Linked DNA regions of Mus musculus: region 1 is linked to region 2. Evidence: chromatin contacts called from public HiChIP or PLAC-seq data. All regions are on one chromosome and are shown on one strand. Each heading gives the region's core, a stretch centred on a gene start, on an enhancer-like site or on the middle of the called end of the contact. The rest is flanking DNA. Distances are from core to core; before and after follow the strand shown. Region 1 overlaps Pakap (paralemmin A kinase anchor protein). Region 2 overlaps Pakap (paralemmin A kinase anchor protein).

Region 1 (6,953 bases), core at 399-2,898, 140 kb after region 2:
AATGCTTGAAACAGGAAGTAGTATGCTCTATACTGCTCCACGGATTTTTTTTAGTTATTCTTAAATAATTTTTTTTGTCTTATGTGGGTTAGTGCTTTGCCTACATGTGAGGGTGTCAAACCCCCTAAACTGGAGTTACAGACAATTGTGAGCTGCCGGGTGGGTGCTGGGAATGGAACTCTGGAAAGCAGCCAGTTTGCTTAACCATCTGAGCCATCTCTCCAGCCCCGCACCACAGGTTTTTAAAAGTATATAAGAATTACAACCTCCCCTACCCCGCCAACAACCACTGACAGACAAAGTGTGTAAGGCTAGGACAAAAGCCTAACAGAGTTTCCCCTAACACTATACACTTAAGTCACCCGGCTCAATAAAGCAGTCCTTTAAAATACAATTTAGTAATTGCAGTCGTTGACTTGTAATTTGAAAGATTGCCAAGTGTTACTGAAACTTCAGAAACCTCCAGAGGTTAAAGGTTATGGTCAGGGTGGGGGGATTTCAAATCTGAGAGAAAACAAAGGAAGAGGCCTCTTTAGCCCTAGAGGAGACCTGGGTGATGGTGACAATGACAGCCCCTGACTGTGATTGATGACATTTGCAAAAGCAAACTATCCTCAGGGACCATCTGCTCTAACCTGGAAGGCTCTCCAGAAAGACCTGCAGCCTTTGATGAACCAGATGCTATGTCACCAGGCTGCATCATAGGGGAGCGGGTTTGCCCCAACCTCTGTTTGCAGAGCCTAAATGACTTTGCAGAAACAGAACTAAGGGGCTCACATGGGTGGAGCCACACACAGCAATGGGCGGGGCCAGAGAGATGTCTCTGGAAAGGAGGTAAGGTTCGAAAAGGGTGTCTGCTCCATAATTTCGTTGAGGGAGGGAGTATTGTTTTATTTTGGTTTGATTTAAGTCTAGGCTCAAAGAGAAAAAGAAAACACATATGATCTAGAAATTCCATCTCTGGATATGCAGCTAATATGAAGGAGTCTGTTGAAGATATGTCTGTAGTCATAGCAACATTATCCATAATAGCAAAACCGGAGTCAACCAACGTAAGTGTCCATGTATGGGTGAAGAGAGGATTGTGGTGTCAGAGTCTGCACGCTCTCACTCACAGGCAAATAGAAGAAACACTGAAGTCACAGAAGCCCAGGGAAGCAGCCGTTATGGCAGAGTACCTTGGAGTTTGGGGTGGAGAATTCAGAATGCAAAGTCGACATTTTTGCTGAATGCCCGTCATTTTCACATCTTTGAAAAGGAAGATGTTCATCTAGGCCTAGGGGTCCAGGCCTGTAATCTCAGTTGTATGGGAGGGAGTTTACAAGGAGATGAGTTCAAGACCTACCTATTTTATATAGTCTTGGTTACTTAGCAAGATACTGTCTTCAAATAAAAAATTAAGTTTAAAATGGGCTATGGCTGTAGCTCAAGCTCTAGGTTTGATCCATAGGATGAGAGTGCGCACGCGCGCACAACACACACACACACACACACACACACAGAGAGAGAGAGAGAGAGAGAGAGAGAGAGAGAGAGAGAGAGAGAGAGAGAGAGACGTAAAAACCTCTCAAGTTGAGCCAGTGTAGGGCAGGATGTCTGTACATCAAAGCAACACTTTGGCTGAGGTCACCCTTTTGGTCCCTACACCCACCCAGCACCTCCCAGCTTGAACTGTTTGTAGGATGTGCTCCCAAGACGTCAAGCCCCCACTACCCCTGTCACTGCAATTTCCTGTTCTTAGATCCCCCAACCCCCCACCTTCTCTGTCCTGCCTGTCTGGGGAGAGGTCCACTTCCGGAATGGCCTGGCTGTTCCAAGTTCTTAGCTATTGTACTGGAACCTGTGTACAAGACAAACAGACATTCTTGGGAGGGGCTCCTAGTCTATCTGGAGAATTCCAGCCACTCAGCTGGAGAAAACTCACTCACCTAGCGAGTTAAGGGAGACGGAGAATGCCAGGCATCCTGAGGGGTGGTGGCCAAGCCCAGCCTTTTCTCCTAGCTAAGGTTCTGTGAAGGGTCTCCTACACATTGCTTGTTTTTCTAGATCCCATTGGTTAGTTTGTGTGGGTGTGTATGTGCCACAGCATGAAAGAGCAGTTCTCTTCCTACCTTGGGTTTCTTAGAGTTGGGACGGAGGTCATCAAGTTTGACTATAAGTACATTTACCAGCTGAGCCATCTTGTCTACCCTCTAGTTTATTCTTTATTTGTTGTTTTTGTTTTGAGACAAGGTTTCACAGGTTTTGAGACAGGCCTAGGACTCCCTATGGAAACCAGGCTGGCCCGAAACTCATAGAAATCTGCTCTTCTCTGCCCCCCTAGTGTTAGGATTAAACCATTTTTTTCTTAGGATTTATTTTTGTGAGTATTTTGCTTGTGTATATGAACATGCGTGCCTGGTGTCCACAGCATTGGATCCCCAGGACAGATAGTTATGAGCCTCCTTGTGGGTTCTGGGAACTGAACCCAGGTCCTCTCACCCCACTCCTCCACCCCCACCCCCCAAATCATTTCTCCTACCCTCTCCAGTTCATTCTTTATCAAGCCTTAGCATACTGTGTGTTGTGGGGCAGAAGACACTGGTGTGCTAAGGTGCATGTCTCCATAGCATCGAGAAAAGAAACAGGGCTTAGTTCTGTCCTGCTCTGCCAGAACTTGCTATGTGTCTTTGGGCAAATTACTTCTATTCTGAGCTTCAGTGTCTTCATCTGTGAAATGGGATTAGCATGTCTCACTGCTGGAAGAGTAGAAAGACAGCAGAAGTCAAACTCTAGAAGTCTGTGTAGCAAAAATGCCTACACAGTGTGGATTAGGTTAATAACTGCTCCATTATTCTTATCTGTACCATTTGTTTTCTATAATGCCAATACCCAGAAAGTGTGCATGCACGCTTGCACGCACGTGTACACACACACACACAAATTCGAGGTTCTATTTCCTAGAATTAATATATAGGAAACATTTTTGTTCTACGCCCCTTGAGCACTGACTTCTGGACTCCCACACCTACACCCATACCAAAATCAAGCTCCATATGTAAAAATGACATGGGATTTGCCTACCATGTTCAATCTCTTCTAGATTCCTTCTAATACCCAACACGGTGTAAATGCTGTGTACAGATTGGTGTAATGTGCTGTTTTAGAGAATAACATGTGGGAAGAGTCTGTACCAGTTTGGTACCATCACAGAGTTCTATTTTCCAGCCATGGTTGTTTGAATCCATTCACAGGGAACCTAGAACTATGCGGGGCTGGCAGAAGGTGAAGAAGGAGAAAAAGGATCCAGGGGCCAGTCCTGCTTGTTAGATGAGCCTCAAGTTCAGGTTGTCCCAGCTTCTACTTTTACATGTGAAAAAGAGTTAGTGGCTGAAGGCTGCCTTGCCTCCAGCTTCGCTGTTCATTCAGCTGGGGCCTTTACACAAGGAAATTCTCGGAACCTAACTGGACTGGGTGGAGCAATCCTGCAGTCCCTGCTGCTCAAGAGGTCGAGGGAGGAAGATCATAAATTGGAGGCCAGCCTGGGCAACTCAACTTCATAGAACCTCATCTCAAAATAAAGTACAAAGAGGGCTTGAGCATACAGAGTTCAGTGGCGAGACTCTTGCTTACCACCCACGAGGTCGTAGATTCATTTCCTAGTCCTGGTAAATAATAAGCATGCAAACACTAGATTAAAAATATAGAGATAAACAACTCTCTGACCTTCACTTTCATGAGCCATAAAATAGTTGCAAGAATATCAGCTTCAAGCCTGGCATGGTGGCATATACCTTTAATCTCAGGATTTGGGAGGCAGAGGCAGGCTGTTCTCTGTGAGTCAAGGTTAGCCTGGTCTATATGGGGCAGCAGTTCTCAACCTGTGGGTTACAATCTCTTTGGGGTTGCATACAGATAGCCTGCATATCAGATACTTACAATTCATCACAGTAGCAAGATCTCAGTTATGAAGTAGCAAAGAAATAACTTTATTTTTTGGGGAGGGGCACAACAGGTATTAAAGGGTCTCAGCATAGGGAGGATGAGATAGATCCATTGACAGAGTTCTAGGCTAGCTGGAGCTCCACAGTGAATTCCTGCCTTACACAATGTACTCTAAGCTGAGTGGTGGTGGTGGTGTAGGTACATGCCTTTAATCCCAGCACTGGGGAGGCAGAGGCAGACAGGCCTCTGAGTTTGAGGTCACCCTAGTTTACAGAGTGACTTCCAGGACAGCCAGGGTTACACAGCAAAACGCTGTCTCAAAAAACAACAAACCAAACCAAACCAAACCAAATACATTTTAAAAATACTGGCTTCACGGGTTTGTTTTGAGGAACCGAAGTGATTATATATTCAATCTTGACTGATACCAGGTGTATCACAGGTAATAAGGGTTCGGATCACCCTCTCATCAGCCTTGGCCAGCAGCTTTGTGGATCCCTTCCCCCCGCCCCCCCCCCTCCCCCCCAGTTCCAGACCAGTTGACTTGGAATACTGGCTGCTTCATTCAGCTTTGTCATGCAGTCTTCTCCTCTGCTGAGATAGCCTGCAGTGGTAGCTGTGTGAGGAAGCCCTATTTCTCACGTATTTCTTTGCCCTTTCTGCACAATGACCAGGAGTCAACTCATGCTTGAGGGCCTCATTTTGAGGGCCTGACGTTTCCTAGTCATGAGTGGTTTATGTCATCCTTGAGGCGGCCTTATAAGGTCAGCGTGTTCATTTGCTATTCCTGCACTAACAAGCTACCCCCAATTACAGTGACTTACAGCAATGCCAGGGCAATCGCTGCTAGCCTAGGAGGTAGGAAGCAGGCAGCTGGGCTGCTCCTGTAGGCTCTGAGGAAGAATCTGTTCCCTGCGTCCTGCCTAACGGCTACTGTGGCTGATTACTCTCCGCTTGTAGATGCAGAGTCCACTGTCGCACAGAGTCCTCCTCTGTGTATCGCTATGTCATCTCTTCTTACAAAGGTGCCTGTCTTTGCAGTGAGAGCCACGTTCACCCAGTATGACCTCATAGTAGCACAGTATATAGGCAGAGACCCTGTTTCCATATAAGGTAATGATCTGACATTCTAGTTGAATATGAATTTGGGGAAACATGGTTCAACTCACAACCAAAATTCTAAAATTAAAAAAAAAGGTGTGTGTGTGAGAGAGAGAGAGAGAGAGAGAGAGTTCATTCCATGGTGAGTACTCAGGTGAGTACTCAGAGGTCAGAGGACAAATTAGTTCTCTTCTTCCACCCTGGATTCCAGGGATCAAGCTCAGCTCTTCAGGCTCGTGAGATAAGCTACCTCCCTAGCCCTAAACAGTAGTCTTCAGCCCATTTAAAAGAAGAGGACTCCTAAAATAAAGGAGCATGTCCATTGTGCAGCCTCACATCATCCATCAGTGGGTGATACCAGAGGTTCAGACGATGCCCTTCTCTCCTGAAGGCTTGCGTCCTTCCCACTGTATCATCTTGCCTTAAAACATGCTAGACCCATAGTGAGGTGGTCAGCAGCAAGTGTCCCCAGATCAAAGGGACACCCAGATCAAAGTGGGTGAATGGGACCAAGCAGATGTTGCACCAGCTAGCACAGTAGTACAAAGCTAGCTTCTGGTCCTCAGAAATGACCGTTTCCACAGTTAGTTTGACTATCTGGCTCTTAGCTACAGGGCTCTGATGTAGTGACCCCACAGCCAGGCAGGAGAAATGGCCTAGAAACAGAGAAGGAAGACTGGAGAGGCTGGCTCAGCAGTTACGAGCACCGGCTGCTCTTTCAGAGGACCCAGGTTCAATTCCCAGCACCCACATGGCAGCTCACAACTGTCTGTAACTCCAGTTCCAGGGAACCTGACACCCTCACATGGATGTACATGCAGGCAAAACATTAATGTACATAAATCATTTTAAAAAATACCAATAAAATTAAGAAAAACAAAGCAGACAGGGTCAGGCTCTCCTGTCTAGAAGGCAATGGGAAAGGTCAAGGGCTGTGTCCATGGCTCCCTGCTGGTCCTGCCCCTCTGCCTCTGGTTGTCATGCAGGCTCTGCCTTCCTTCTGCCATAGGGATTCCTTCCTGCCATTGAGAGCCATAAGGTCACTGTTGGAAGGAGGTGGACATCCCTCTGTGGCCCCGCAGAGTTGGCTGCCTGAACCTCAGAGAGTGTAGTGTGTCAGAGATGGTCTACATGTACTCTGGGGAGAAGAGCTGTGGACCAGAGACAAGATTCTAGGTGCTCCCCCTAACTTGGAATTGCAACTACAACCGGAGTCAGGTTTGAAGTCAAGAACGTGTATCTTATTTAAATTATAAATGTATCCTGGTAACCAGGCTCAGACGGAGCATTGGTAGAAGGTATGGCACCTTTGCTTACAGAAGCCTAGATTTAACAAGTCCAAGGTATTATTATTTTTTTTAAGTTCACTTGAAGCTTTGATGTATTTTACAAAAAAACAGAGAGTTGAGTCCAAATCAATGAATTTGGTCCTGTGTGTGTGTGTGTGTGTGTGTGTGTGTGTGTGTGTGTGTGTGTAGTATGTGTGTGTGTGTGTGTGTGTATGTGTGTGTGTGTGTGTGTGTGTGTGTGTGTGGTGGGTGAGGAAGTTACTAGATTGATATACCCGTGGAGGGAGTGGGGAGCCATTTTTGTTTTGAGACAGAGTCTCCATCCTCCAGCCTCAACTTCCCGAGTGCCAGGATCACCGTGGCAGCTAAAGGCTCTCATTTAGAATACTATATTCTCCAAATCTTTATTTGGCTGTTCAGACCTTGGGAAACACGTCAATGGGGGTTTCCTAAGACATTGTCTGTGACATAGTTCATAAAATTAAGTTCTGTGACTTTTGACTCCCCCCTCCCGGGGAAGAATTCAGTTACTCACAGAGCATTGCACAACTTTTTCTGGGAAAGAGCAGCTCCTGGAAGGGAAATGTCTACGGACAGCCCCAGTTGCTTATCTTCCATGAAGAAGGGAGATTATACTGT
Region 2 (6,620 bases), core at 2,735-5,234:
ACACAGTGGCTCTCTGTTTGCTCTGATGAACTACATTTCTCCAGCCATTCTTGAGGGCTCAGCTTAGGTGCCCTCGCCCCTTCAGTTTCCAGAGAGTCACCTGTAGGGGAGACTTCCCACTTCTGCACCTCCCCCACCCCGTTGTTTCCTTTGTTCTAAGAAAGGACCACAAGTATCCCAGAGTCCCCTCAAACTCTTTCTGACTCTGCCTCCTGAGTGTCAGATTACAAGCATCTACCATCATACCTGGTTCCTTATGAATGGAACCCAAGGCTTCACAGATGCTGGGTAGATACCCTACCAATAATCGACACCCTTAGCTTCACCCCTTCATCTTTCTTAACCTATTAACTGCTATTTATCAGCATTCTTATCAAGTCTACCATATGCTAAAGCAGCAGTTTTCTATTGAGTTGATTTTCTTCCTGGAAGAAGGCTGCAGCATCTCTACTCTGCTAATATCTCAAGGGACAGCACTCATGTTATTGGCATCTGTCAAGTGGAGGCCAGGCATGCTAATAAACACTCTATGATGCACAGAACAGTCCCTGTAGAGAGGAATGACCTGGCCCCCAAATAGCAACAGGCATTATTAATCTCCCCACCCGGATTAAAAATTCAACAAGGTGAGGGAGGACATACATTCTCAATATACATACATTCAACATACATACATACATTAGGTTGCACAAAGTCGATGAGATGAGACAATCAGAATAGCTAAGACCAGGGAAAATGCTCTAGCAACCATGGACTGGGGAGGCTGTGTGTGGGCTGACTGCAAATAGAATCCAAAGGAGAGGGGCCTGGGGGTGCAGAGGTGTGAATGCAGAGGTGTGAATGCAGATGTAAAACTCTTCTGCTGTCCAAATTTTCAGTAAAATCTTCTACATACATCTCTGTGAATTATCTTAGAGGGGAAATTAGAGAAAATAAGACAAAAAGCACAGAGGCTTGGGTGGGTTTGCGTTGGGTTGTTCTTCTTGTACCTCTCCTCTAGAGCCCAGAGAAGACCTGGTAACCTTGGCCTCAGAAAGAAGAGATCCAAAGAAAAAAGATGTCATTCTGAAATAGCTAGGAGATTCTGAAGCTTTTTCCTCTTGACTGTATGTCCTGAGCTATGTATACACAATCCACCTCCGAATAAGAAATATACACACCAGCAAGGTAGTTGGGGTGCCAGAGCAATGGCCATGAAGCAACGGAGCCAATCCTGGATTGTTTCCCTTTGATCAGTGTCTTCCTGGCAACAAAGTTGGATGCACAGGATACTCTGTAATGGAAAAACTTTGGCCTTGTTTCTCAGTGTAGCGAACAATGAACGTTACAGGTCGCCAGCAGGAAGGTGGCTGCTCACTTGCCAGTGGCTAGCAGGACAATAAAGCATCTTGTGTTCTGTTTGTGTGTCTTCCAGGCTGGAGCAGGAAATACAAGCGCTCGAAAGTGAAGAGTCCCAGATATCCGCCAAAGAGCAGATCATCCTGGAGAAACTGAAGGAGACGGAGAAATCCTTCAAGGACTTGCAGAAGGTGAAGCAGAAAGAGAAAAAAAAGCAGAGTTTCTCTAATCCAAATCAGGGGCGGTCCTCTAGGAAAGGAAAGTGGTTCTCAACCTTCCTAATGCTGAGACCCTTTAATACAGTTCCTCCTGTTGTCGTGACCCCCACCCATAAAATTACTTCGTTGCTTCTTTATAACTATAATTTTGCTACTGTTACAGTCATAAATAAATATCTGATATGCAGGATATATGATATAGGACCCCCAAAGAAGTTGTGAACCACTGGTCTAGATGGTAGCCAGAGAACTCTGAAAAGAAGACAGAAGTGCAGGGAACCGACGCGCTATTCCTGCTGCAGAGTGGCCTGTCTTCATTAGGAGGCATGGGGACAAGTCTATTAAATTAATCCCATTTATATGCGGTTGCCACACCCATCCTTCCCCAGTGTCTGAAAAGTCTTCAAATTGCGCATTCGAATTGCAAGGCCTGTTCCTATTAAGCAGATTAGATGACCTAATGTGGCTTTAATTAGAATTTGCCTTTCAAGTCTTTCCTTTATGGAAGCCCTAGAGGCAACATTGTAGCAAATGGACAGGAATCCTAAAATACAGGGTGTAAATGCACGGAAATCCCCCTAACAAAAATAAATGGCTGTATGTGGTAACATCCAGAGAGACCTTGAGGCTCTGAGTTTCTCAGGACCACATTCTCAGTGATCAAAAAACAAACAAATACCCTCAAACCCCAAACATATATAAAATGAAATTCAAGATGGGATCCCTCTAACAGTACATCTTCATCACGACTCAGAAGAGTTGCTGGATGATTGAATTTATCTCTCAGTAAATTGATTGACATTCTGTGTCAATTGAGAATATCAAATCCTTCACTGATCCCAGGAGAAAAGTAAGCTTGGGTCTTGCCTGCTGCTGGCCAAGGTCTGGGTCTGTGTTTTGGGGGCTGGGAGTGGGGCATGCCTGCACAGGCACAGTGACGCTCTGCCCTGCTTTTGTCTCCACAGAGTTTCTCCACTGCTGATGGAGGTAAGTGCACACTGCCCCGGCTGTTCTCGGATGCTTTCCTCCTGGTCCTCGGAGTGGTTTTCATTTATACAGACTCACCAGGAGACAGATGTGAAGGGACACTTCCTAAGGGCATCCCAGGCAAGGGGCAGCAACCTAGCTGGCAGCGCCCTAAGAGGTCACATTGCCGTCTTTTCTGCCTCTGCCTCTTGACTTGATGCTCCTGTTAGCACATTTGCCAGCTCTCGGTCCCATGACCTCAAACACTTGCTGTCTGGACTTTTCTTGAAAGGGGTTGGCAAAAGAACATGCTGGAGTCAGAACTAAGTCCCTTGCAGGAACGGACCCATCACCCTCAGTAACAAAGTCACATCAGAGGTGATTTGCTGCTTAGGAAAACTTCTGCGACCTGTGGAGCTCTCTTTGCCCTCCTTTCCTTCATCCTTCCCAAACTATTCTAGAATCTCGCTAGCCTTCCAAGGAAACTGGGCTAGGAATAATTACCCTCCCTGCCGTGACATCAGACCCTGAGCCCTGGAAAGTAGGAGTAGGACTCTAGTCCCCATAATCCCAGCCAGACAGGAAGGGACAGGTCCTTTTCCTGTCCCCTCCTCTGCCTTCCTGGGCTGTGGGGATGAACTTGGGACTACACTTCCGTGCTTCACTGCATCCCTTGACCTCAGCTACGAACTCAGAGTTGTTATTTTCATTTGGCCCTCACTGGTTGGGCTTGGAATGCAAGGACACATGGGAGCATCAGCTGCTACCCGCGCCTCTTGTGGCTCTCACACAGTCAGCCTCTAACCTGGAAGAGGATCAGAGGCCAGAGGAGTTAGCGCCAGAACATTTCCCATTGTCATTCAGAACAAAAGGGGGGATAGTTTTTAAAAATATAATGACGTGTAATACATTTCTTCTGGATCAACCACAGGCCAGACATTTGTATGTAGGACAGTTCTGACTGGTGCAAAAGATAGGCCAAATAAAACCTCAGAGAAGGTATCATGATTGTCCCTCCAGCGAGTAGAAGACCTGGATTTGAGCACTCATGTAGGTGATCTTTGAGGGGACATAAAGGAAACCTTCTGTTCTCAGAACCCGTAGCAGGAACACAGCAGCAGGAACTCTGGGAGAAAAGAACCAAGCTCATTTCTAGGAGAGAAGCCCAGCTCCTCTAGGAGGTGGCTCAGTTGAGGCTCTTCTGTGCTTTGAAAGTGGGAAACAGATGAAGGGGTGGACTCGGGAACCAGGGAGCACTGCACATGGAGAAACAGAGTTTAGAGGATTGTGGAGGTGGAGTCACTGCCTGGCTGGGCTGGGGCTGGGCTGCAGACCCACAGGTACTTGCACCTGCAGAAGGCTTGCTGTGCTTTCCTGCTGTGCCCCTCCCCCTCCTCCTTCCTCTAACCAGTACCTTCCTTGGAAGGCATCTGTATGTCCTGCCTCTGATCGGGGTGTGGCTGGCATGGATGCCTGGGTGGTCCACTACTCAATCAATAAGCCAGCATGGAGCCATCTTGCCAATTGTTACCACCCCATTGTCTCTTTCATTTGCACCTCCACTCATTTCCCCCTGTAGCCTTCCCACTCACTGTATTCTCTGGACCCTGCAAGCAAGCATTCACAGAGCTAGAAGGAATCCTGGCAAAAGAATTTGGAAGCCTAAAGCTGGGTGAACTCAGGCTTAGGAGGGTCTCCTGGGATCCATAGAAGGGATGGCTGTGGTCTAGCCTGTCCACATTGTGATTCCTAACCTATGTGGTTCTCAGTAAGCCTGAATGACTTCTCCGTCTGTTGTACTTACTAGCCAAGAAAGAAGTTTGAAGAAAGGCACACACGCTAATAAGACTATGATCAATGTCTAGGTCATTTTATAGTCTGAGATAAAACCCCCAATGTGTGCCAGTTGGGGGACTTTGAGAAGCCTGGTTTTGTTTCATAGATCCTAAGTTCTCATGAACACTCTGAGAATCAATCAACTCTTGTTATTAAGGCTTAGTAAGAAATTATTCTAGAATGATACTGAAAGAAAACCTTAGTTTCAGAGATATGTTGACTACAGAACTGAGTTCTGGCCTGGACTAGATAAACTGTGTAGATTCTGCAGAGTCAACCACAGCATCCTATACCTAATAGTGTTGAGGAGGAGGAGGGTGAGTGTGAGTGGGAGTGTGTGTGCGTGTTTGCAGAGTCTTTGATGGTTTTTGATGACAACACCTTGGTCATCAGGAACAGTTCATTCCACTCTTGATTACAATTTCTTGATCAAGCCACAATGTGCCCCTCCTCTTTTTAAATAACATTGTTACTGACCTGAGCCTTCAGCCTGCTTATGTGCTGTTCTTTTGGTGCTTTGTCTGAGTATAAATTGCATATGGTATGTGCTTTAATTTTATTTCTGTTGCTGTGATAAAATACCAAGCCCCCCCTCCCCCAATCAACTTAGAGGAAGAAGATTTTATGTTAACTCACAATCTCAGGTTACAGTCTGTCATAGTAGGGAAGTCAAAGCAACAGGAATTAAAACACCCACAATCAAGAGCAGAGAAAAATGAATGCATGCTTGCTTATTTGAACTCTGCTGCCTCTCTTCATTTATTTACACTGTCCAGGGTTCCCTAACTAGGAGATGGTACCACCCACAGTGGGCAGTTCTTCCCACATCGATTAACATAAGGCAGTCTCCCAAGGGGCTGGAGAGACCGATTGCTCAGCATTTAAGACTACTTCTTGTACCTGGCAATAGTGATGGCACACGCTTTTAATCCCAGCACTCAGAAGGCAGAGTGAAGCTGAGCTTTGAGTTCAAAGCCAACCTGGTTTATAAAGTGAGTTCCAGGACAGCCAAGACTACACAGAGAAACCCTGCCTCAACAACAACAACAACAAAAACAGAAAGCTATAGAGGTGGAGGGAAAGAAAGAAAGAAAGAAAGAAAGAGAGAGAGAGAGAGAGAGAGAGAGAGAGAGAGAGAGTAAGGGAGGGAGGGAGGGAGGAAGAAAAGAAAGAAAGAAGAAAGGAAAGGAAAGGAAAGGAAAGGAAGGGAAGGGAAGGGAAGGGAAAGGAAAGGAAAGGAAAGGAAAGGAAAGGAAAGGAAAGGAAAGGAAAGGAAAGGAAAGGAAAGGAAAGGAAAGGAAAGGAAAGGAAAGGAAAGGAAAGGAAGGGATAAAAAGATTACTTGTTGATCTTGCAAAGGACCTGGGTTCAATTCCCAACACTCACAATGTGCCCTCCAGTTCCAGGAGATCCAATATACTCTTCTGAATTCTGGGGCATCAACCATATATGTGGCACACATAGTTCATGCAGGCAAAACACTCATACACTTAGAATAAAATAAATCTAAAAAGGAGACGGTTAAGACAATTCCTCACAGATATGCCTGCAGGCCAACCTGACCTAGAAAAACCTCTCACTGAGTCTTCCCAACTGATTCTACATTGCATCGAGCTGACACTTAAAGTATCCAGCACAGCATGAATCTTCCGCTATCACTGTTCCAATATAAAGCCTTGGCCAGAACAAGCAAAGGAACTTATGTGTCCCGGGCCTTTCCCAGTTTTGCTATCAGATACTGATCTTAGATTCTTCTATCCTAGTCTGTGGTATGCTGAGGCCACATGGAAAACTCTATGCTGTGATTGGGAAATCTCAATGTTTGATTACTTATTAAGTTACATTTTAAGGAGAGTTCTCACAGGGCTGCCCCTCTAGCTCTAGCTATGTGTGTTCTTCATAAGTATTGCAATGTTTTAGCTGTGCAAGGATACACTCTGAGTTTCTGTCCCACGGGTGGGTGATGTTCTCAATCCTCTCTGACAGACGAGAGAATTCTGAGAGACCCCCTGGCTGTGACAGGAAGAGGAGAGCTTAGTGACAGGCCAGCTAAAGGCCATTTGTTATACTGTGTGCAGGGCTTTCAAGGTCTCCCTGGATGTGTGACAAATAAGGTTTAGCACTTTTCTTTTTTTTAAAGACAGAGTTTCTCTATGTAGTCCTGACTACCCTGGAACTTGCTAGGTAGACCAGGCTGGCCTCAAATTCACCTAGATCTCCATGCTTCTGCTTTTGGAGCTCCGGGGTTAAAGGTGTGCATCA

Evidence for each region. HiChIP or PLAC-seq counts read pairs in DNA pulled down with a chosen protein or histone mark.
Region 1: an H3K27ac HiChIP or PLAC-seq map of embryonic stem cells shows a contact between it and region 2, with 6 times the contacts expected there. The contact joins two enhancer-like sites. A contact is called at or near these places in 3 of 484 Hi-C or Micro-C datasets (bone marrow-derived macrophages, embryonic stem cells and trophoblast stem cells), 11 of 115 datasets of contacts at active chromatin or transcription factors (the NIH/3T3 cell line, embryonic basal ganglia, embryonic stem cells and 1 more) and 4 of 9 other capture datasets (adipose tissue, embryonic trunk, liver and 1 more).

What each region holds. Positions count from the first base shown.
Region 1 is chr4:57,832,568-57,839,520 of GRCm38.p6, forward strand. The region is part of intron 7 of Pakap (paralemmin A kinase anchor protein); the gene reads left to right. Among named protein-coding and RNA genes, the nearest start is that of Gm26138, 41 kb to the right of the region's middle. Within about 2 kb of position 1,649, at least 53 of the 459 cell types and tissues checked have an H3K27ac peak or open chromatin away from gene starts, as enhancers often do. A contact at or near this core is called in embryonic stem cells, where this site is marked.
Region 2 is chr4:57,687,002-57,693,621 of GRCm38.p6, forward strand. It overlaps Pakap (paralemmin A kinase anchor protein), which reads left to right. Exons shown (of 11, transcript NM_001384150.1): 5 at 1,415-1,529; 6 at 2,522-2,543. Among named protein-coding and RNA genes, the nearest start is that of Gm35099, 65 kb to the right of the region's middle. Within about 2 kb of position 3,985, at least 9 of the 459 cell types and tissues checked have an H3K27ac peak or open chromatin away from gene starts, as enhancers often do. A contact at or near this core is called in embryonic stem cells, where this site is marked.